Linked DNA regions of Mus musculus: regions 1, 2, 3, 5, 6 and 7 are each linked to region 4. The links are chromatin contacts, called in public HiChIP or PLAC-seq and promoter capture Hi-C maps. All regions are on one chromosome and are shown on one strand. Each heading gives the region's core, a stretch centred on a gene start, on an enhancer-like site or on the middle of the called end of the contact. The rest is flanking DNA. Distances are from core to core; before and after follow the strand shown. Region 1 holds the start of Marcksl1 (MARCKS-like 1). Region 2 holds the start of Bsdc1 (BSD domain containing 1). Region 3 holds the start of Fam167b (family with sequence similarity 167, member B). Region 4 holds the start of Pef1 (penta-EF hand domain containing 1). Region 5 holds the start of Zbtb8b (zinc finger and BTB domain containing 8b). Region 6 holds the start of Pum1 (pumilio RNA-binding family member 1). Region 7 holds the start of Hdac1 (histone deacetylase 1).

What was found. Promoter capture Hi-C pulls out the DNA fragments that hold promoters and counts their contacts. HiChIP or PLAC-seq counts read pairs in DNA pulled down with a chosen protein or histone mark. Capture Hi-C pulls out chosen DNA fragments and counts their contacts.
Region 1: a contact with region 4 is called in an HNF4G HiChIP or PLAC-seq map of pancreatic cancer cells. The contact joins the promoter of Marcksl1 here to the promoter of Pef1 in region 4. A contact is called at or near these places in 3 of 39 promoter capture datasets (liver, neutrophils and pre-B cells), 5 of 115 datasets of contacts at active chromatin or transcription factors (bone marrow-derived dendritic cells, embryonic stem cells, large pre-B cells and 2 more) and 2 of 9 other capture datasets (adipose tissue and liver).
Region 2: a contact with region 4 is called in a promoter capture Hi-C map of pre-B cells, with 4 times the contacts expected there. The contact joins the promoter of Bsdc1 here to the promoter of Pef1 in region 4. A contact is called at or near these places in 3 of 39 promoter capture datasets (liver and pre-B cells), 3 of 484 Hi-C or Micro-C datasets (CD4 T cells, liver and natural killer cells), 1 of 115 datasets of contacts at active chromatin or transcription factors (thymic regulatory T cells) and 2 of 9 other capture datasets (adipose tissue and liver).
Region 3: a promoter capture Hi-C map of hippocampal neurons shows a contact between it and region 4, with 2.1 times the contacts expected there. The contact joins the promoter of Fam167b here to the promoter of Pef1 in region 4. A contact is called at or near these places in 3 of 39 promoter capture datasets (hippocampal neurons, liver and pre-B cells) and 5 of 115 datasets of contacts at active chromatin or transcription factors (bone marrow-derived macrophages, embryonic stem cells, epiblast stem cells and 2 more).
Region 5: an H3K27ac HiChIP or PLAC-seq map of double positive thymocytes shows a contact between it and region 4, with 3 times the contacts expected there. The contact joins the promoter of Zbtb8b here to the promoter of Pef1 in region 4. A contact is called at or near these places in 3 of 39 promoter capture datasets (liver and pre-B cells) and 1 of 115 datasets of contacts at active chromatin or transcription factors (double positive thymocytes).
Region 6: a promoter capture Hi-C map of erythroid cells shows a contact between it and region 4, with 5 times the contacts expected there. The contact joins the promoter of Pum1 here to the promoter of Pef1 in region 4. A contact is called at or near these places in 2 of 39 promoter capture datasets (erythroid cells and hematopoietic stem and progenitor cells), 2 of 484 Hi-C or Micro-C datasets (CD4 T cells and embryonic stem cells), 6 of 115 datasets of contacts at active chromatin or transcription factors (the 230-238 cell line, differentiating embryonic stem cells, embryonic stem cells and 3 more) and 1 of 9 other capture datasets (adipose tissue).
Region 7: a contact with region 4 is called in a promoter capture Hi-C map of liver, with 2.2 times the contacts expected there. The contact joins the promoter of Hdac1 here to the promoter of Pef1 in region 4. A contact is called at or near these places in 1 of 39 promoter capture datasets (the C10 cell line), 1 of 15 datasets of contacts at CTCF or cohesin (large pre-B cells), 4 of 115 datasets of contacts at active chromatin or transcription factors (bone marrow-derived macrophages, large pre-B cells, memory CD8 T cells and 1 more) and 1 of 9 other capture datasets (liver).

The regions. Positions count from the first base shown.
Region 1 is chr4:129,512,130-129,515,256 of GRCm38.p6, reverse strand. Marcksl1 (MARCKS-like 1) reads right to left here and starts at 1,676. Exons shown (of 2, transcript NM_010807.4): 1 at 1,341-1,676; 2 at 1-540. The coding sequence starts at 1,427. The coding sequence ends at 25.
Region 2 is chr4:129,460,318-129,463,716 of GRCm38.p6, reverse strand. Bsdc1 (BSD domain containing 1) reads right to left here and starts at 2,038. Exons shown (of 11, transcript NM_133889.2): 1 at 2,012-2,038; 2 at 1,715-1,775. The coding sequence starts at 2,022.
Region 3 is chr4:129,577,012-129,580,397 of GRCm38.p6, reverse strand. Fam167b (family with sequence similarity 167, member B) reads left to right here and starts at 1,818. Exons shown (of 2, transcript NM_182783.2): 1 at 1,818-2,280; 2 at 3,103-3,386. The coding sequence starts at 2,023. The coding sequence ends at 3,333.
Region 4 is chr4:130,106,033-130,109,169 of GRCm38.p6, reverse strand. Pef1 (penta-EF hand domain containing 1) reads right to left here and starts at 1,614. Exons shown (of 5, transcript NM_026441.4): 1 at 1,520-1,614. The coding sequence starts at 1,543. Gm40258 (a long non-coding RNA gene) reads left to right here and starts at 1,052. Exons shown (of 2, transcript XR_868200.3): 1 at 1,052-1,569.
Region 5 is chr4:129,438,941-129,442,216 of GRCm38.p6, reverse strand. It overlaps Zbtb8b (zinc finger and BTB domain containing 8b), which reads left to right and starts at 1,399. Exons shown (of 4, transcript NM_153541.3): 1 at 1,399-1,443.
Region 6 is chr4:130,662,049-130,665,224 of GRCm38.p6, reverse strand. It overlaps Pum1 (pumilio RNA-binding family member 1), which reads right to left and starts at 1,904. Exons shown (of 22, transcript NM_030722.3): 1 at 1,758-1,904.
Region 7 is chr4:129,541,061-129,544,141 of GRCm38.p6, reverse strand. It overlaps Hdac1 (histone deacetylase 1), which reads left to right and starts at 1,496. Exons shown (of 14, transcript NM_008228.2): 1 at 1,496-1,561. The coding sequence starts at 1,513.

The DNA.
Region 1 (3,127 bases), core at 427-2,926, 590 kb after region 4:
GAGATCACCCACCTGTCCCCACCCCTACTCATTCTGCTCAGCACTGGCAGGTGTGGGGCCACTCTCTGGGCCCGAGGGAGTGGATGGCTCTGCAGCCTGGGGCCCTGCCTCCTCTTCTGTGTCTCCTTCCTTGGAGGCAGCACTAGCCTCTGCCCCCTTGGCCTGGGGCTCTTGGCTCTCAGGGGTGGCAGCGGCCTTCCCTTCTTGGGCAGTGCCCTCGTCGCTGCAGGCGCTCATCTCGCCCTGCTCCTGCTCTTCCTCTGTTGGCGAGGAGGCTGAGGAATCACCCCCACCCTCCTTCCGATTTCTCTTGAAGGACAGGCCACTCAATTTGAAAGGCTTCTTGAAAGAGAATTTCTTCTTCTTCTTGGGGGTCTCCTTGGGGGCGACCTCCCCCTTGGCCTCAGCTTCCTGGCTAGGGGGCGCTGGCTCGATGGCATCACCAGTAGCCCCAGCTGCCTCATCTGTTCCGTTCACGGGTGGTGACTCCCCTTCACCCTTGGGGGTTAAGTCTCCATTGCTTCTCACGTGGCCATTCTCCTGCGGGGCAGAGGGGACAGCAGTGAGGGCCCGGGCCCTTCTTCCCCTCCCCCAGCCCGCTTCTGGCCCCTCGCAGGCCACCGCCGACATCCAAAGGCAACCAAGTCTGGCTTTGGCCTCACTCCCATCCAACATCACCCTCACCCCTCACAGGCGCGCAGGGACGAGCGCAGCCAGCAGGAGGCGCTGGGGTTCGGGCCCCCACCCCCCTCCCGCGGGGCGCGCTCTCTATTTTCCGCGCGGAACCTCACCGGGCCTGGATCCTTCGCCGGCGGGCCAGCCTTGCCCAGCACTACTGGGCGGGAAGCAGCCCTGGGGCGCTGCCTCCCCGCACCTGGACGGCCTATTTTCCCAGGCTTGCGCTTTGTGTGATCAGCCCCCACCCACCCCAGAGTCTCCCCGCATCTCTGCTCCCCACCGCTTCAAAAGCCACCGCGGGCTGCCGGGATCGGGGCTCCAGATGGGGCGCCCTGGGCGCCGAGTACCATCCCCACGGCCCTAGACGCCCCCTTGGTGCGGCCTAGCAGCGCCTTTGTTCCCGCGCGGCCTTCGGGGCGGCCTGGGGGCAGCGCCCGCGGGCCGGGCGCGAACAAAGAAGGCGACGAGCCCGGCCGGCGCCCCCTCCCGCCCCTCCCCTCGTTCGCCCGCGGGGGCTGCGGCGCCGAGAACAAAGGGACCGGGCGGGGGAGGGGGCGCCGCGTGTCCCGGGCCGGACAAAGCGCGCGGCCCCGGCCCTGGGCCCCAGAGGGGGCGAGGCCGGCGGGCTGGGGGCCGGGATCCGCCGCTCCGAGCGCACTCACCTGTCCGTTGGCCTTCGCGGGGGAAGCGCCCGCTGCCTCCTCGGCGGTCACGTCGCCCCGGGGAGCCTTAGAGCTCTGGCTGCCCATGATGGGGGTCTGCTGGGGGCGCCCGGAGCCGCCCCGCGCTGGCGCCGCAGGGGATAGTTCGGCTGGGACGGCCCGGCGGGCAGAGGGGTGGGGCTGCGTCCGAGGGGGAGGGGTACGGGGGGCAAAGCGCACTGCACCCCCGCTCCGCAGCCGACCCGCTAGCTGCGCCCACTGCTGCTGCGCTCCGCGCCAGAATGCCGCCCGCCGCCCGCCGAGCCGCCTATATGTACGCGCCCGAGGCTCGGGGCGGGGCCGGACATTTAAATGAGCACCCAATCCGGGGTGGAGGCGGGGTCGGGCCCGGGTTCCTCTCGTGCAGTGGGCAGTGCCAAGCTGTCTGGTTCCCCCATCACTTGGGACGACCAGGGGCAAGTAGGGTTCAGTGTGGAAATGAGAGAGGTTCCCGGTCGGTCCGGGAGATGGACTGGGAGGAGGCCGTCGATGAAGAAGCACTCAGTCATCCCCAGCCCACTTTCAGCCTAACTCATACTTCACAGTGGAGAGGCCCCCAGTCCCTGGTTCTACACTGGCTCCTTGAACTCTTGGAAGGGCTCACATGTCCAGACTCGTCAGACGGCTGGTGCTGAGTTACACTCTAGAAATTTGTCCAAAACTCACGCGCCCGGACACAAACACACACCCACACACACACACATACCCTGAGTTCGGCGCCCCCTCAGGCCAGAATTCAAGTCCCACCCACGTCCCTGTCAGTCTATGTGCTGTGCGGCCACCCTGGGGGGCTGACCTAACTCAGGTCAAAATGGAGATCCAACAAGTCGGTTTTCTCAGTCTGTTGGTGGCAGCTCTTACTCCTCACAACCTAAATCCATCACCAGGTCTCTGTCTCTGTCTCTCTCTGTCTCCCCACTGCCGTGTGTGTGTGTGTGCGTGTGTGTGTGTGTGTGTGTGTGTGTGTGTGTGTGTGTGTGTGTTTGTGTGTGTGTGTCTTTGACCAGAAGGCATTGCATCTTCATCCCCCTTTGTAAGCAAAGAGCCTGGGGCGCAGAGATGTTTAAGTATACCTGACTTAGGCCTGGCTTCCCTCCCCTCGAGTCTGTGACCATACACTGAGACTTCCACATATAGGTAGGTACCATAAAGCCAGGGAGGCTCAACAGACTCCAAATACCCCTTCCTGAATGTGACAGGAATCGTTTGGATTTCTTCCACAACTGTGGCACACTATTAGGGATAAACCCCCAAACCTACCCTGTTTGAAGACCTGGTCCTTCTCTGTTTCCTTCTTTGGACCAGGTAGGCCAGTTAGAATCCCAGAGTCCTTGGCTGAGCCTATATATGTTTTCCGATGTGTACAGCTACTTCCTCTTGTCCCCCAATAGGAAAGGCTTCAGGCTAGAGGAAGCCGAAGGTTGTGAAAGAAAGGCTGATGTCCTGAACAGCTCAACCAATATGTCCCTCTGTCCTAGGAGAGGCCTCCTGGGAGACCAGAAGCTGTAAGGTGCAAACAACCCCAGGGCCTGAGAAATCAGGGAACTGCACACAGATGTGACCATAGCGGGATGAGGTGGTGTCCACATTCTGTGTTTACTCCTGTGCCCATTCCCACCCTGACTCTGATGCTACAGGACTGTCTTCTCATTTCACCCCCAGCTCAGAAGAGGAAAGTGACGTGTCCCAAGAAAACAGCAGCTACCGGTAGCAGCATAGGGTGAAAAAAAAAAAAAAACCCTTAGGAA
Region 2 (3,399 bases), core at 789-3,288, 650 kb after region 4:
AAAGGTCTGTTGGGGGCGTGCCTAGACGAAGTGAGACCAGGGCACGTGTCGGGGGAGCACACAATGCAGCAGAGCTTTCTCTAGTGCTGTGTCTGTCTGTACATGAACTTGGACGCGTTGGATCTGTACATGAACTTGGATGCACTGGATGGGGACTCAGTAGACTCAAGGCAGGAGTGGGAAGGAAGCAAGCAGAGGAAGTCAGGTTACACGCCCCTCTCAAAATGAGAGGACGTTTGCTAAGAGAGCAGGAAGACACCGACCCAAAGGGAGCGGAGATGGCCAGCAGCAAAGACGGCAGCAGAGGAGCAAGGGAAAAGTCGAAAAACGGTGACTGAGTTTTACTGAGTCACTTAATAAAGAGCGAATGCCTATGTAGCACCCAGAGAGACCACATATTGTCTGAGTGTTCTGCATATTATCATGTGATCCTCGTGACATCGCATTAGAGAGGTACTGCCATTTCACAGTGAGGAAGGTAAGAAGAAGAAGAAGAAGAAGAAGAAGAAGAAACCAGATAAACAAACTTGCCCAAGTCATAAGCTACACGCCTTTAATCTCAACACTCAGGAAGCAGAAGGAGGCGGATCTCTGTGAGGCTGAGGCCAGCCTGGTCTACATAATGGTCCCAGGGCAGCCAAGGGCGACATACACCATGAGACCCTGTCTCAAAATAAAACAAACCACGACCACCACCAATAACAACAAAATAACTTGTCCAAGTTCCCAGAAATGTAAGGAACTAAAGGGAGAGATTAAGTCTCTTCCTGAAAGCCTCGAAACACACGGGGAGTCCTCACAGGACAGGACACCTGCCGGATAGCACACTTTCTTTGCATGCTTGAGGTCTCATATTAATCCTTAGCGTAAAGTCCTGCCTCTCCATCATCAATAAAACTTCCAGCACAGGGAATTCTCAGATGTGCTGAGCTGTAGCTTGAGCGGAGGCTTCCCAGGAGAACCCGGAGCAAGGAGAAAATAAAAACAAAAACCAAAAAACCAAAAACCAAACAAACAAAAACCGTTCCTAAAGTACTGGGCTGACTTGAGATCAGAAGCCTCTCGGAGTCTGCCCTGAAGCACGACTCCCTTCACTTGCTTGAGGTAAACAGTAATTAGTTACCCCACGACTTAGTTGGGCTGCCTGTAAATAAAGGAATGTGGGATAAAACAGGAACACCAACTGGCATTGCCTAGGACAAGGACAAGCATTAGTCACAATCACAGCCACTTCCCCAGGTCTCCACTCTCTGGCCCCCCCTCATCCCTTTGTAAACCAGTCACATAGGCACCATCAGGTACCAGCGCATATGGCAATCCTCATCTCTACCCGGATTCTTGGCTACACCTTCCTTGGCATGCTCATGACTCCCTAGTCTGGACAATTAGGGACTGCCCTTTCCCGGTATTCACAACAGTAACTAAGCAACTATTTTGCTTGACTGCCTCCACACCAGACTGAGCTTTGTGAGGCCCAAGACTATCTGTCTGGCTAAGGTCTATATCCTCCCAACCTGTCTGTGAGTAGTGACTGTCACATATTCTAATAAATATTGCTGTTTAAGAGTAAGATGTTGTTAGTGGTGGTGTTCTACCCTTTTCTCGTAAATGGCCTCACAGAAGCTCAAAAAAACCCAAGCAGGGGCTAGCTGGGGTTGGTTGCAAGGAGACGGCCGCGGTGCCCTGCCGAGGGAAGGGTGCTGGCCCGGCTTACCTTCTCTTTGACTGCCTGGTAGCTCTGCTGCAGCCAGCTCCGCCACCACCCCACGTCCTCCCTGTGGAAGACAGACACATCTGACGGCCCTGCCGGGCGACTCCAGCCCAGCCTCCGGCCGGAGATGAGGCTTTTCCGGCCGCTTCCCCATGCCCTCGCACCACGCCTCCGCTCTGCCCTTCCAGCTCAGTCCGCACCCGCACCGGCAGCCTGTCCCCAACAGGGACCCCTGGCCCAGTACCCCATCCCTCGAAAAGCCCAAGCCCCCAACGCCAGAAAGCGGAACGCCAAGCTCACCCTTCCGCCATCTTGCCAGCATGACATCACCACTATTTACCGACCTTTGACTTCCGACACGGCACCGCCCCCTCAGGCTCCGCCCCCATGAGCGTGCCCCAATCTTAACACAAGGACAACTCTCCGCCCAGTCCCCGCCCCCCTACATCAATGTGTCTGGCCTTTGTCCAATCCATGTCCCAAATGCGATTTGTCCCGCCTCTGAACTCTCGATCCAATGGTGTGTAAGATTGTCCTCGGGTCCCACCAACCAGCCGCTAGCTTTCCCGGTAGTCCCTGACTACAGTGGCCTCTCCGGGCCAATTTCGGCAGGCTCGTTAGACCGCCAATTAGAAGGCGAGGCGAGGAAAGGAGAGGCCGGGTTGGGACGTTGTGTTCTTAGAACCTGGAGTTAAGTTCCGCCCCCCTTTGTGAAGCCAGCCGCGTAGCAGCTCCTTGGTGTTCTGCTGCAGGCTAATTCAGCAAGCTCCGATTGCGGACCTCAGAGCCAGAGTAAGGCTATGGGGAGAATCCAGAGCTCTCCTCGGGATGACACCCAGGATCATTTGGAGAGGCAGATACATATTCACATTATTTCTTAAGCCCGATTTAAGAAAACGCTAGCTGAAAGTGTTCTGGAAAAATCCCACTGATAGGGGGGAATTGAGGTCTATTGTGTGGTGGAAGGGGGATTTACATAGATCCTGTGGCCCTACCTACTACTTCCTCAATCTACACAAACCCCTCCTTCACCTCCAGCAGGAGGTTGACTCCCCTCCTCGAAGGCTACACTGTAATCAAGGTCATCACTGCTACCTGATCCCATAGCCTCTTACCTGCCTGAGGAACAAGCTATATACTAATTCTCCCAGTGTTCCCCAAGGCCTCCCATCTAACTTTCAAAAAGATTGTTGCTGGTATTTCTCCTGTCTAAAAAACTAACAACTATTGGATGGATCACAGGGCTCCCAATGGAGGAGCTAGAGAAAGTACCCAAGGAGCTAAAGGGATCTGCAACCCTATAGGTGGAACAACATTATGAACTAACCAGTACCCCGGAGCTCTTGACTCTAGCTGCATATGTATCAAAAGATGGCCTAGTCTGCCATCACTGGAAAGAGAGGCCCATTGGACACGCAAACTGTATATGCCCCAGTACAGGGGAATGCCAGGGCCAAAAAAAAAATGGGAATGAGTGGGTAAGGAAGTGGGGGGGAGGGTATGGGGGACTTTTGGGATAGCGTTGGAAATGTAATTGAGGAAAATATGTAATAAAAATAAATAAATAAATAAATAAATAAATAAAAAAATAAAGTAGACCACCATAAGGCTGTTAAGGGAGAAAAAATGGAATGAGTAATTTCCAGTGGTCTTTCTCCCTTCTAAGGTCCATGCTTTGCCTGCAACGA
Region 3 (3,386 bases), core at 569-3,068, 530 kb after region 4:
CCAGTTTGTGCTACAGGATAAGTTCCGGGTCAGCTCAGGGTGAGACTCTGCCTAAAAAGAGAAAAGAATTGTGATCTCAAGCGCGCGTGCACACACACACACACACACACACACACACACACACACACACACACACACACACACATACACACACACACACACACTTGGAAACAAAAGACTGCTATCCCGCAGAGGAGGCAATCCAGGCCGCACCCCCTTATGGAGAAGCACTATTTGACCTTAGTGCTGTTTCATTGGCTATTCAGGAGAATTTACCAAACTACATATTTAGATGTGTACGTTTCTGTTTTTGTCTCCTCCTCTGCTTCCTCCCCTTCCTTCTCTTCTTCCCTTTCCTCTTTCTCCCCCTCCTCCTCTTCCTTGGTTTGTTTTGTTTTTGAGTCATGGTCTCCTGTATTCCAGGCTGACTTTAAGTTTGCCTGGAAGAAACTTCAGCTGTGTCACCACACTTGGGTCCCGTTAGGTTTTGGGTTGGTTGCTTTTTGTCTCCCCTGTGAGTCAAGGAGCACTGGAGAGAATGCAAACTCCACTTGGGCTGCCACTGCTCCTCTGCTGGCTCTATTTCTCTTCTCCTTCTCTCCTCCTCCCCCTCCCCCTCCCCCTCTCCCTCCTCTCCCTCCTCCCCCTTCTCCTCTTCCTCCTCTTCTCCTTCTTTCTTTTCTTTTTTTTTTTTTAAGACAGGATTTCTCTGCATAGCCCTGGCTGTCCTGGAACTCACTTTGTAGACCAGGCTGGCCTTGAACTCAGAAATCCACCTGCCTCAGCCTCCTTTAGTGCTGGGACTAAAGGCGTGTGCCACCACGCCTGGCTTTCAATTTTTTATTAGATATTTTCTTCATTTACATTTCAAATGCTATCCTGAAAGTCCCCTATCCCCCCCCCCCGCTCTTCTCCTTCTTCCTCTCTCTCTCTCTCCCTCTCTCTCTCTCTCTCTCTCTCTTTCCCTACCCCTCCACTCTCTCCCTAATTGCTGGTGCAAACCCTAACCCTTGAGCACACTAGGAAAGGTTTTACTACTGAGCGGAATCCCAGCCCTGCTCTTGTTGCTGAGAGCAATACAGAGGTTTAGAGACACCTGAGAAACATCTGGGTGGTGGTGGCACACACCTTTAATCTCAGCACTCAGGAAGCAGAGGCAGGCGGATCTCTGTGAGTTTGAAGCCAGCTTGGCCCACAGAGCAAGTTCCAAGCCAGCCAAAGCTACAAAGAGAAACCTTCTCTCAAAAAAAGAAAACAGAAAAGAAAAGAGGAGAGAGGAAGAGAAAGAGGCAGAGGCAAATTTCTGTTGAAGCTTATCCTGGTCTACATAGGTCTACATAGTAAGCCTGCACATTGTTCTAGGCCGGCCATCATTAGAGATGAGATGAACTCCTTCAGTCAGAGCTTTTTCAGTGATTGCCAACAGAACCTAAGGGCCGTTGGAGTAAGACTTGGTGTCACCGACCTGTCACAACAGAGGCTCAAGAAGTGACTGAGCTACCTAAAGTCCCCTCAAAGTAGCACCAGGGCCCAGGGCTCCTGACTCCCAGGCTAGGCAGCTGGACCCTATTGCCTTGCAGAAGGGCTAGCTCTGTAAAGAGGAAAGAGCACCAGCCAGTCAGCTGTCTCTTCCCCTTGACTCCTCTGACTTGGGTCTTGGGAGGAGGGCCAAGCCGGCTGTGGACGATGCTTTTCTTATCCTGCTGCAACTTCCTTTCTGGGAACCAGGAACCTGAATCTGGGCAAAGACAATAAAATTCATCTGAAGGGCTCCTCCTGCCCCCACCCGGATGGGCATCACGTGGCCCCTAGTTAGCAAACCAGGAAAATTCCATCTCTTGCACACTTAGCCTCACATACCCATCTGCTCACTCAGCCTGGCACACTTAGCGTCCCTCACCCACCTTCTCAATTCAGCACACACTCTTGGCACATTCTTTTCAACCTCATCTTCTTTCACTTCTCACACGGCCAAATAGCCAGCCTTTCCCTTACTGTCCCGTTGGTCACCACAGACCTACCATGTCCCTAGGGCCGCTGAAATTCCAGGCAGTGGGAGAGAAGGGTGAGGAGGATGAGGAAGAGAGCTTAGATTCTCTGAAGGCCCTGACTGCCAAGCTTCAACTGCAGACCCGACGGCCCTCATACCTCGAGTGGACTGCCAGAGTCCAGAGCCGGGCTTGGTACAGAGCCCAAGCTAGACCTGAGCCAGTCGGACCCGGGGCCATCTGTGGCTTTGACTCCATGGATTCTGCGCTTGAGTGGCTCAGACGGGAGCTGGTGAGTCTGGTGGGTTAGATGGACTTGCATGGGGTCTTTGAGCCAGTCCCTCTAAAGGCCCAAATCTGTGAGGTTGGAAGGAGATGAGAACAAACCAATGTCCACAGTAGTTCCTCAGTGCTGTGCCCTAGGACAACGGAACCAGGAATTCAGTTGCTCGCTATCTTATTTGCAGAGCCAAATCTGGAGAAGTAGACCGTAGAGCACAGGTTCTCAATCTGTGGGTCTCGACCCCTTTGGGCATCCAAAAGCACTTTTAGACAGGTTGCATATCAGATATCCAGTATATCAGATATTTATATTTAAAATTATTTAAAAGTCGTAGCAGTGGCAAGATTACGGTTACAAAGTAGCAATGAAAATAATTTTATGCTTGGGAGTCATCACAGCATGAGGAAATGAGCTGTATTAACGGGTCCCAGCATTAGGAAGGCTGAGAACCACTGCCCTAAAGAGAAGAGACAGTCAAGTAAAAAGCAGAAACCGACCCTGCTGTCAGTTATAATCTGAGGAGGGCAGAGTTGAATATTAGCTGTCAGCCCACCATGTGCAAACATAAGGATGTCCAGTTCAGCTCAACGGGTCATCACAGTTAATTTGTGATGGCGTACCAGACGTCTATATTTGCATACTAACGGTTCCTTGGCTTGGCTTGAGAATCACCCATCCGGAAAAAGATCTGCGAGACCGAGGCGGATGAAGTTAGGTGAGAAGGGGATTGCGAGCTGGACTATGCAAAGAGTATTCCCAGAAATGGACCGGCGGCTGGGCTGGTGAGCCCGGAGGCTAATCTAGCAAATTTACGCCCCCTTTTGGTCACAGCAGGAGATGCGGGCTCAGGACCGGCAGCTGGCAGGGCAGCTGCTCAGGCTGCGGGCCCGGCTGCACAGACTGAAAGTGGACCAAGTCTGTCACCTGCACCAGGAGCTTCTGGATGAGGCTGAGCTGGAGATGGAGTTAGAGTCTGGGACTGGCTTGCCTCTGGCCCCACCGCTGCGGCATCTGGGACTCACGCGCATGAACATCAGTGCCAGACGCTTCACCCTCTGCTGACAGCAGACTTGGGTGTCTCTTGCAGTATCTGGGGAGAAAGAAGGAAGGAAGAG
Region 4 (3,137 bases), core at 365-2,864:
GCACCCATTAACATCTCACAAAACCCAGCAAGTGGGGCGGAGTCTGGGAAGCCAGGCTGTGGTAGTTCTTCCTACTTGGAGCCCACACTGGCCTCTACTCACTTCTGCCAAGTATGCAATAAGTGGAATTCAAAGCTCTAACCCTGGCCTCACCCTCACCAGCTATGTGAGACCTCTAAGCCTCTCTGGGTTTGCTCCTCAGCTATAAGTCAAAATAATAAGCCCTGCATGCTTACAGGGTCTTCATATGGGCACAATGGGGGCCCAACTGCTGTGTGGGAGCCAGCAAGATGACTCAGTGGGTAAAGGGGCTTGCTGAAAGGCCCAAGAAGGTTGATCCCCAAGACCCACATGATAGAGAAAAAAATAATTCCTGTGCATGTGCACATGTGTAGCCGCCCTCTCCCCACCCCCAACACACACACAAAGTAAATGTAAGAAATGCTATATAAACCACATAGGCCTTTAAATATCTTTTAGTCTGTGACTATGGCCAATCAAAGCTTGGTAATAACCCATTTGACTTTGCATTCCACTTTCCATACATGAGACTAATCTCTTAAACTACTCTGTGATCAGGACGATTATTTTGTCCAAATTATTTCGAAGTGAGGGGCCTGCTTTGAAAACTCCTACAAAGTGATGTTACACTTTACCGTATAGCATAGCATATGCCTACAGGAATCACATCGTTCTTCCTAATAACTCTGTGAGGGGTGGACTCTTACTACTTGGTCCATTTTATGAGAGGAAACTGGATCAGGAAAAAAAAAAAAAAAAAAAAAAGACTTAAAACTAATGCGGCAAAGATCTGGCTCCACTTTTAACTCAAAACTGCATTTGGCACCTCTATGTCACCTAATTCTGGCCACAAAATAAATCACACTGAAATGATGTTCCCGGCTGGTTCAAGGCAGGCTAGAAAGGAAGGAAGAAGCAGTTGCAGACAACCCAAGTTCTGACCTTGGCTCTGCTGCCTAACTACTTGGTAACTTAGATAAACTCCATATCTTCTCTGGGTTTCACTTTTCCTACGTGTGAAAGGACGCTGGACAACCGTGAGGGGTGTAATCTCACTTCTGGTACCTCCTACCACTGATTGTCCCGAGATTATTCGGTCGCAGGACGGTGCTGAGAGAGTCGGGCAACTTGTTTTTATCAAGTTACGCCCAGAAAGACTCCAAGGGAAAAAGAGCTCTAAACGCCTCGAGAGCACAGAGGACTCCGCCCCACGGAGACCTGAGTTAAGCACCCTGGTCCGGTTCAGCCCGGATCAATTCACAGCAAAACCCCCAAAGCCAGTTTTGCGCAATATAAACAACCCCTCGAGTGGTCCTATGTGACGTAAAACGAGCGCGACGGACTGGCCCTCCTGTTTCTCGCTCACACAGAGTCTTGTTGAAGTAAACCTCTGCGTGAAAAGGCTGCGGATCAAGTGGGGAGAAAGAGCCGAGGATGGAGAGTGGTACCGGATCTATAGACAAGCCCAAATATTGACGCAGGGGCCACTACAACTCACCTGTCCGTTTGGATAGCTGGCCATGGCGGTTATGACGTCACACAACTGTGGTAGGCGGAGTTTCCTGCTCCCAATGCCGCTCCTGGTTGGATTTTGGGGCGGGTCCGATTGTGATTGGACGGACAGGCTGTCAATCTTCCGGTCAACAAACGGAAGTCACAGGCGGTGAGCTGGTACCTTACAGAGGGCTGGGTAGGAGTGTCCGGAAGTGTTGTTGACCGTAGTGGCTCGTTTGTTTTTATTTTTCGTGACCTGCAGCGGACCTCGGGCCTGGCCAGCTGTAGTTATCTAATGGGGAGACTTGGTCAGTTGTTTCTGTGGTGGCCATATTATAACCTGGCAAGGCCATATTATAACCTGACGCATATTAGTTACGTCACTGTCGTGATCACTTTACTTCTAACGCCCAGGCGGTTGCCATGGCTACTGAGAACTTAAGCCTTTCCTGGAATGCAGGTGCCATTTAGAACGTGGGTACTAAACAGACCCGTGGACAGTGGAGAAAGGTCAGACCGCCAGAAGAGAAGGAAAATTAAGATGTCACGGTGCTCCTATCTTTATGTATGGGGAAACTGAGGCTCAGAAAGGCAATGACTTAGTTACCTAAACTCACAGTGAGTTCCTCAGCAAAGTACGGCCTAGAACTAGTGTCAGTAGATGACTAGGTCTCAACAAGGAGGTTTTATTCCCTCTGTAGGTCAAATCACAGTTCCTAAGTTACCAACTTTCCTGTACTTGGCTCTTGGGGTTTAGGTTCTAAACTTGGTTGCATGTTTATTTGATTAGTTACATTCCCACGTGGCCGGGCCTGGTGGCACATGCCTTTAGTCTCAGCAGGCAGAAGCAAGCATACATACATAGACAGTTCCAGTCTAGCCATGGCTGCATAATGAGGCTCTGTCTCAAACAACAACAGCAGCAGCAGCAACAACAAAAACTCTCATGTGGACAAGAATTGTGTTTGATTTGCTTATAATTGTATCCCCAGTATCTACAGTGCCAACACTATACTTTTTAAATAAAAAGTCCTGAGCTTTCAATCTAGCCAGGCACTTTCCACAGTCCCACTGCTGATCGTGGTACTGGCCATAGGACAGTCTGCAAAGCACGGTCCTCATCCTTACCTGCAGAGGAAGACAAGTCTGGTGATCCAGTTCCTTCGTGATCTGGCCCAGCCTTACCCACCAGCGCCCCGCTGGCTTATTTCTTTGCTCAGCTTCCCCCTCAGCACTGGCGTTAGTGAGCAGATCCTGTTGTTCGTTTTCTTTTTTAAACAGTTTCTAGCTGTGTGATCTTGAAGAAGTCATTTAACCTCTCTGAGTCACAGTTTTCTGGAATACAACTTAGGAAAATGCTAACTTAAAAATGAACTAGTCACAGCCTCTCACACTCAGGGTTACAACACTCATTCATAAAGACCAATGGCCTCTCACATCTACTCCTCCTGTCCCACCCTCTCTTTAACACCTCCCCCCATGGCTCCCAGCTCATTAGCCACTCCTCTCAGTCCCTCCAGTACTGCCACTGTGTCGCAGTCTAGCCCAGCGTAAGAATTCTCTGATCATTTCCACAAAACTCATCCTTCCTGTCTCAGAAAATAAAATATATATATGTATGT
Region 5 (3,276 bases), core at 150-2,649, 670 kb after region 4:
GGATCTGAAGCCCTCTCTGGTCGGCTTTATCAGTCACACACACGGATTCCAGAAGAAATCAGAAATTGGTAAAGGCAAATGTAGATTCATTGACATTTTGACCAAACCTAGGAGAGAAAGAAGTCGAATTTCTTCATGATCCTGCCTATTGCCACTTCATAGCTTAAAAACAAACAGCTGGAGAGATGACTCAGTGGTTACGGGCACTGACTGCTTTTCCAGAGGTCCTGAGTTCAATTCCCAGCAACCCCATGATGGCTCACAACCATCTGTAATGGGATCCGATGCCCTTTTCTGGTGTGTCTGAAGACAGTGACAGTGCACTCACATATATGCAATAATAATTTAAAAAGTAAATAAATAATGTGTGACACCACAAAACAAACAGTGTGTGTTCCTGCACGTGCTCGAACGCCCTCCTGTGTGTATGTGGTCATCAGAGGTCCTCAGACTCCTTGGAGCTCAAGTTGCAGGTGGTCGTGGGCAGCTTGATGTGGATGGAGCCTGAACTCAGGCCCTATGCAAGAGTAGAACATGCTCTCAACCACCCAACCACCTCTCCAGCCTCAAATAGGGCTTTGCTTTTTTTTTTTTTCCTTCTTATCCTTTGGGCATCTTGGTACATGTAGTTTTGTCTTTTATACAGAGTGCTGAGAGTCTTGGAGCCACTTTAGCTTCAGAGACCCCATCTTGTACATAGTCTCCATCTTGTACTAGGCTAAATTTTAAGAAACAGCTGAGCTCCCGGAAATGGGTTCAGGCTCCAGGCGCCCCACAGGAATTTAGGTCCACATTACCCTACCCCATGCCTTGCTGGTTAGCACCCAGTCCGGTCTGAAACCCAGCAGCCGCTACACAGGCTCTGATTGGCTGGCCTCAATCCAGGGCAAGTTATCAAGAAAACCATCTGAGGTATTTGACAGGTAGTAACCCACTTAAGATGTCAGGTGTGAGAAACGGTTGAAATACAGCATGCATGCACCCGATTGGCTGCCCCTACCCTACCTAATCTGTGGGTTTTGTTGTTGTTGTTTTGTTATTGTTTTTTATGTTTTTGTTTTTGCTTTAAAAGGTTGTTCTGACTCTCCCTGACACGGTTTGGATCCAGAACCCAGCCGACTTCCTAATATACCGGTTTTTTGAATAAAGAAACTTTTGTTGGCTCGAACTTGGTTTTCATAGTGGATTATTTCCCAAAGTCTCGGACACTAACAAGACCACAACTCCCATCACCCCATGAACGCTGGAGTCTTCAGAGCGCATCCTCCAGAGGTGGGTACCCGGACCATTGACGGACCTGCTGGCTGAAGGGCCCGCCTTCATCAGCCCAAGATCTCCCACCATTGGTCATCTTCCCCGCTTCTCACTGGAGGGCCGCAGGTGAATGAAAGGGGGCGTGTCAGTACTCTCAGCTCGCTGGAGGTGGCTGGAACCCGGTGCCAGGTGAGAACACAACATCCGATCGGCGCCGCGGCTTTTTTGGTTTTGGGGAAAGTTAGGGGCACCTCGGGAGGCTGGCTCAGGGGACAGAGTGCAGGTAGCAGGGACGGTTGCCGTCCTCAGCCAGCTTTGGACCGCCTGGCCCAGTAACTCCCTGGACCCCGGCTGCGCAGAGTCGCTCTCAGTGGTAGACCCTCCCTCTTCTTGCGTGGGGTGGGTGGACACCGAGGCATATGCCCACCCTCCCTGGCTGTGGGTGACCCACCCCCTCACGGTTCAGGTGGGAGTTCTGGCTTCTGCTCATTCTGATCCTGAAGGATACCCAGGCGCCAGGGCTTGGCCAGGCTGGGCCAGTGTCCGCTTGGGCAGTGGTCACTTTGCCGGCGGGAAGACCTGCGAGAGGCAAGGCCTCGGTTTTCACACCCAGACACCAGGGACTGTGCCAATTACCTGGTTCCAGTGGCCTCTTTAGGTTGTCTGACTCTGGATGGAATGTTCCCGGTGTCTTGAGAGCATTTTAGCAGAAGAACCGAAGATGGCAATTGGTCAAAAATTCTACCCCTGCAAAACTCTTAGTTCTTTTCCCCTTTTCCTGGGCCAGAGGAGGGAGTGACTTCCCGGTCTATTGCTAGACCTGTTAGAGGGTTTGGGGAGATCGGTAAACAATGGCTAAGGATTGCCTCTCAGGAGTCTGTAGAATATGGGTTCTAAATCCTGGACGTGTAGCTTTATCTTTGAACCTCAGATTCCCTCTCTGAAAAATGAAAATATTCTGCACTGTGTTAGTATGATCCTAAAATGAATGTTTGTCAAGTAGTTTTCTTAGTGCTTCGAAATGAATGATGTGCAGGAAATTCTAGTCATACTAGTCATTGGAGAGCAGTTTTTATTCTCAGGTTGGTGGAACTGGATGGAGGAGAGTTGTCAGAAAGACGGGGCTGGACATACAGTGCTGATGAATACTGTAATCCTAGCACTGGAGAGGCAGCGGCAAGTGGATGGGACTAGCCTCTGCCTCTCTGCTTCTCTGCCTCTCCGTGCTTGGATTAAAGACAAGTGCCACCACTGCCCAGCTTCGCTTTAATTTTTAAAAATTACATTTCTGTATTTATTTATATATTTATTTATTTATTGTGTGTGTACATATTTTCGCGGAGGTCAGAGTTCAGCTTTTAGGAGTTGGTTCTCTCCTTCCACCATGTGAGTGTTGAGCGTCACACTCAGCCCAGCAGGCTTGGTAGCAAGTGCTTTCACCTGCTGAGCCATCTCACTGCTCCAGTATTTAGTGACTGTTGAGTTGAATTGGAATCGTGTGTAGATTCAGAGTGCCATGAATGTGTGTTAGGCCAGTGCTAAGCTGTTTTCCAACGAGAAGTAGGGGTTTTCAGCACAGCCCAGGGACCAGCATGCCCGAGACCAGCTTTGCTGATTAGATTAACTATGGACTGATTATTTACCAAGTTTGGGTTCATGATGCTCCTGCCTCATCCTTCCATGGCTGGGACTACAGGTGTGTTCCCGACACCTGGCTAGGACAATTAGAAGTAAAACTCGAGTCCTTTAACATATTTCTTATCCCTAATACTTCTGCTGTTATATCTTTCTTGAATAATTGTTCAGAAAAAAAATTCACCATATAATGAATAAACATACACACACAGACACACACACTATAATTTGTTTTGGATCTTGTGGCTTTCTTTCTTTTTTCAATATATCTTGGTGACATTTCAGTTAACTATAGGTAGTTCTACATGATTGAGTCTTTTAAAAATTTTAAAATATCTTTTATATGGCTATTTTGCCTGGGTATATGTCTGTGTACCACATGTGTTT
Region 6 (3,176 bases), core at 655-3,154, 560 kb before region 4:
ACAAGAAACTGATGGTACCTTTTAGGGTCTCTCAACACTCACTAAGAAATTATGTGCAGTATTTAAAATTTGATTTTTTTAAGCAAATGACCTATCGTTTAGAAACAAATATTTTAAGCAATGCAATGAAGTAGCAAGCCTAGTCTAGTACTTCCTAGCTTTCACACTGTCAAGATCACAGTGGAGTTTGTTTTTACTTTTTCTTTTTAATATCACTAATAGTACTTTTCTTTAAACAAAACAGCATGGTTTAATCTATCTCCATTCACTAAGATGCTCAGGGCTGATAGGTGTTTATTTTTACTACACTGAACAAACCTTCTGTGGACATAAATTTATCTTAAAGCAGTTCACAGACTCAAACTAAACAAATCCCAACTTCAAAAAGCTGTGGCCTTAGACAAGATGAACTCAAGCGTGGAAAGACAAAATACTAGAAGTTCAGAATCCAGTATTTCCAAACCTTCAGATAAAGATCCGCAGCCCCTAGTGTTTTACAAAGTTACAATGAGCAAAGGGTCAAAATGGTTTACTAAAAACCCTGAAGGAAGCTGCTTATCTTAAAAGGAGAGCCACATTAGTAACTTTTACACCAAAGCAAACAGCTCAAGCTACAATCCTACCTTCAGAAGTAACTGGCTTTAAAAACTGAACGCCCAAAAGCCCTCATAAATCATCTTAATAATCCCAGTAATTAATGGGGTGAGCAAAATGATCAAGTGTAACGAAGCGTTATCGTAATTTGCACAATGAAAACGAACAATCCTTCAAAGTTATGGTGGGGATAAAGCCTTCTCTGGTCATCTATGTGGGAGTTCCTCGCGATGTGGGAGGGGAGCTCTTGGGAAGAGGGGTGAGCTTCACTGGAGAAAAGTTACTGGAGTGTTCCTCCCTTAACGTGGGAGTGGTACTGACGAGTCAAACAAATGACCCATGTTTACCCACCGCGTTCGTGAGGACCGAAACTGTAGCACTGTGTAGCTATCTACATGTTTGTCCTACTACCTGCTGAAAGCCCCTTGGAGAGGGAAGCACACCAACACAGGGAGGATCAGAGAGGAAGAACACCCCCTCCTCAAGGGGGAGGAAAACACACACAAGCTCTCACAGAAACAAAAGGCCACAAGGAACCCAGGCGCTTAAAAAGCGATCCGAAACTTCCTGATGGTCACCTCTCCATATTTCAAGGCTTGCAAGATCGCCCACTCCCCCACCACCATGGGGGGCTCGCCCGAGGACCGTGGCCCACCGCCCGCTTTCTAAAGCCTTGTATTGTTCCTCCCTCGGCGCTGCCACGGAAGCTCCAGCCAAGTCCAAGGAGCCCGCGGGACCACAGAATCTCCACTCCGCGGCCACAAGAGAGGACCTGGGGCTGCTCAGATCCATCCAAAAAATAAATAAATAAATGCAGGGGAGGAAGGAAAAAAAAAAAAAAAGAAGCCGAGCCGAACGGCAACACCAACCTCTAGGGACTCCCGGCAGGGCCGAACGGAGGCACGGAGCCGCCGGCAGCCGCGGGCGAGCCGGGCCCCGGCCGCGGCCCGCTCCCCACCCCCTCCTCGCGGATAACAATAGGGCCTCGCTGCCGCCTCCCAAACACGTACGAGCGGAGCGAGCGCGGTGCCTCCGCCAGGCCCGGCGGCGTCTCTAAGCCCTTTCTCGCCCCGCCAACCGCTGCCAAACGCCAATACGAGAGGCGCATCGGCTCGCTGGGGGTTCGGAGCACGGTTTGGGGCCACCGGGGCGCGGATACTCACGGGCGGAGCGGTAGGATGAAGATGGATTCCGGCCCCCCGATCTTCGCTCGCCGGCGCTCTCGCTCCCCCTTACCTTTCACTCCGACAACATGGCGGCCCACTGGGGACTGGGCTGACGCGGTGCATCATGGGAGCGGCGCCGGCGCCGGCCCCAGCTCCGGCGGTGGCAGCGGCGTGTGCGGAGCGGGCGGGCGGGCGGGCGGCTCTGGAACAGGTTGCCCGGTTGCCATGCCAACGGCAGGGCCTGTGTGAACTCGGGGAAACTCGCAGGCCACACAACCGCTGTGCCCGCCCGCTGGGGCGAGCGCGCGCCGCCGCCGCGGAGGGAGCGGGGTGGGAGGCACGGGAGCGCGCACGGAGTGCCCGGGCTGCCGTGGGGGGGAGGGGACGCCAACCTGGGGCTGTGCCTGAACCTTGGCACAGCCTGGCCAGTGTCTGGGTTCGAACCCCTTCTAGCCCTCTGGCTCCTGGCCTTTTTGCATCTTTTCCTGCCTCGTTTCCCCAGTGTAACATACAAAAGAAAAGAGCAACAGAACGACCATGCTGATGGAGGGCAGGACCTCAACCTAATTTGCAGGATCTGGAGCGCAATGACAATGGCAGGACCCTTGTTCAAAGGTCATTAGAAATATCAAGATGGAAACTAAGCAAATTAAGCTGAGAACTAGAAGCCAGAGGTGTTTGCAAGCACTCCATTTCAGTTGATTGGTTGGTTGGTTTAAAGATGCATTTGTATGTGATTACACTGTCCTACCTTCAGACATACCAGAAGAGGGTGTCAGATCCCATTACAGATGGTTGTAAGCCACCATGTGGTTGCTGGGAATTGAACTCAGTACCTCTGGAAGAGCAGTCAGTGCTCTTAACCAATGAGCCCTCTCTCCAGCCCTGGTTTGGTTTTTATTGTGACAGGGTCTTTTGTTGTAGCTCTGGCTGGGCTGCTCTCTAACCTACTGAAATCCACCTGTCTCTGCCTTCAAGAACCGTTCAATTTTTTTTTTTTTTTTTTTTTTTTTTTTTAGGTTTTTTAGGCTTTTTAAATTCTTTTTGATTTTTCAAGACAGAGTTTCTCTGTGTAGCCCTGGCTGTTCTGGAACTCCCATTGTAAACCAGGCTGGCCTCAGAACTCACAGAGATATCCCCACCTCTGCCTCCTGAGTATTGGGATTAACAGCCTATGCCACCACCACCTCGCTTTTTTTTTTATTTCTGTTTTTGAGATAGGGTGTCATAGAGCCAGGCTGCCCTCAAACTCACTGTGTAGCTAAGGATTACCTTGACCCCCTGAGCCTACTTCCATACCTTCCTTCTGTTACTACAGACATACCAAATGTAGGACTTCACATATGCCAGGCAACACCCTACCAAACAACTGAGCTACATCCCCCCCCACCAGGTCTCGATATTCAAACTCAAGAA
Region 7 (3,081 bases), core at 247-2,746, 560 kb after region 4:
GTTCCCCCCCCACCCCCCAGACACGGTTTCTCTGTATAGCCACGTCTGTCCTGGAACTCACTGTGTAGACCAGGCTGGCCTCAAATTTAGAAATCAGCCTGCCTCTGCCTCTCAAGTGTTGGGATTAAAGACATATGCCACCCACTCTGGGGATAGAGGCAGGCAGATTTCTGAGTCGAAGACTCAGTTGAAATAAGGAGATCTGACGCCCTTCTGGTCTGGTGTGTGTCTGAAGGCAGCTACAGTGTACTTAATAAATAAATAAATAAATAAATAAATCTTTAAAAAAAAAAAAGGCAGGTGTGGTGGGGCATGCCTTTAATCACAGCACTCCGGAGGCAGAGGCAGGCAGATGTCTGAGTTCGAGCCCAGCCTGGTCTACAAAGTGAGTTCCAGGACAGCCAGGGCTATACAGAGAAACCCTATCTTGAAAAACAAACAAACAAACAAAAAAGCAAAAACAAACGAAGAAACAACCCCGCCCCCCCACCCCCACGTCCCCCCCAAACAACAACTTAGGCTTTCAGTTTAGAAAAATTAAGTTCTGGGTAGGTGAGATGGTTGCTGCCACCATGCCTGACCCAAATTTTCTGGATGGATCGCCCCGCCCCCACCCAGAGCCATTACATAGGAACACTCCCTCCAACACTCCCTCCAGTAAATTAAAAACTAAACACCAAGTTCTGTTACTTTGTCACAGTGCTCGGGCATATTGGATTTTGTCTTTTTTTAAAAAAAATATGTACAATTGGAGACGGAATTTAATTTGTAACACTGAATAAGCTCTTCAGCTTTACCTGTAAAATTGTTTTGTTATTTTTTGAGACATGCTTTCACTACGGAGAGCAAGTTGGCCTCAGATTACAGAGATCTTCCTGACTCTGCCTCCTGAGTGCTGGGATCAAAGACATAGCAACCACGCCCAACTGAAAACGAGCTTTGACATTAAAAAAGAAAAGTCCGTCAGAACTTATGAGCACATAAAGGTCTTGCCCCACTACAGTAGGCCTCTGGATATTTTCTTTCTGTTCCTTGCCATTCATTTCTCTCTCCAGTTCTAATCCAGACCAAACCTAGTCTTTTAGCTGCGTGACCTTGCGCAAGCATCTTTCCCCGGGAAGCCTCGGCGTATTCTCGGTAAAACGAGAAAGTTGGCCTCTGATCTTTGCACACGCTCCCAACTGTGAAGCGGGCTGCAGAGTTTACGGAGCCGACTCCCTCTCCCGGGACTCGATGGTACGGCCCCCGGTCTCCCCCACCCCTCCGCGCCGGACTTTGGTACAGGCCCAGGGGGCCCGCGGTGGCTTCTCTAAGCTGCCCTTGCCCCCCGCCGAGTTCCGGGCCCGACCCCGCGCATGCCGATTGGTTAGAGTGAGGCCCGGGCTGTGCGGCTATAGGTGATCCCGGGGGTGGGCGGGGCTTCGAGGCCGGCCCCTCCCCCTGGTCGGACGCCGTAAGGAGCCGCGGGCGGGCGGGCGGACAGACTGACGGGAGGGCCGGGCGGCGAGCAAGATGGCGCAGACTCAGGGCACCAAGAGGAAAGTCTGTTACTACTACGACGGTGAGCTGCGGGTGGGCGGCGCGGGCCGGGCGTTGGGGAAAGGCTGGGGGAGGAGGCTGGGAGGAGGCTGAAGCCCCGGGGAGGCTGAGGGAAAGTCGAGGCTGAAGGAGGAGGTTGGAGAGAGGAAGTCGAGGCTGAGGCCGGAGATGAGGTGGGGGTCGTGGAAGGGGTAGTCTGCGGTAATCCCGGTGGCGGAGATTCTCGGGGAATCCGACCTGAAGTTGGAGTGGGATTCCTGGAGGGAAGCCTAAGTGGCGGCGGGGATCGGAATATGATGGAGACGGTTTGCCTGGATATCTTCCCCTGCTGAGAATACAAAGGTTTTTCACTGTCCCCATTCACTCTCTCTCTTTTTCTTTCTTTCTTTTGGTGAGTTCTGCAGGACTGGCCACTCATCCCCTCCCCCACTCCATCCCCCAAGTCTATGAGTAGGGCCTGCAGTTGCTAGTTGGGAAATGGGGCTCCCCGGGGATGCAAGAAGAGAGGTGCATGAAACTTGTTAAAACGACTTTTCATTGAGCCAGCGCGAGCATCTTACTCTGTCCTGGGTTGTGTTTCTGTTGGGGCTGGAGGGCTCATCGAGGCACATTTCCTGTGTTGAGTTCCCGTCTGAAGGGGGAGCTAGACAATGTCACAGGTATCTTTCGGTGTTAGCGCTGGGACAAGGGAATGTGGGGTGGAGGAGAACACAGCAGGAGCCTCAGCCCAACCTGAGAGGAGCAGGTTGTGTGTCAGTGCTTAGGACCCAAGAACTGGAGTTACAAGCCAGGCCCTGGCAAGTGGAGCCAACAGCAGGGGGAGGGGACAGCACCTTTATCTGAGAAAGGGTCTCACAGTGTAACTCAGCTGGTCTTGGATTAAGCCCCTTCTTCTTACTCTTGACTCCAGGCTTACACCACTTGGTCCAGCATTTGTGTTTTGGGAATAGCAGTTGAGTTGTTCAGGGGACATCTAGCCAGCCAGCCAGTAGGCGGTTGGCTGTTTAGATCTGAAATTTAGAAGACAGATATTTTTTGGTAATTGTCGGTATAAAATAATTCAGATAGTAATTTTAGCTGGATTAGAAAAGGGTGTTATAACTCCAGTTGTAGAGGGTGAAGAGCTATGTTGATACTTTTTTTTTTTTTTTGGAAATGGCCTCTGTGTAACCCTGGCTAGCCTGGAACTCACTTTGTAGACCAGGTTTGCTTCCTACTGGAAGAGATTTATCCTACCCCCCTCCCGAGTGCTAGGATTAAAGGCATGTGCCACAACCCTGGCCTGTTTTAATTCTGAAGAAGTGGACTAAGAAGGTTCAGTGGTCCTGATTGCTCTTTCACTATGCTGTCTTTCAACTGTTAGCCACATTCCTGTTTCAGTCTTTCCCAGTGCTGTGGGGTGACGGAGCCACCAAGCCTGGTGTCTTCTTGTTTCTGTTCTGTTTTGTTTTTAAGGCAGGGTCTGTCTCTAACAGCCCTAGCTGTCCTGGAAGTTGCTTTGTAGACCAACTAGGCTGGCCTCTGAACTCAGAGAGATCCCCC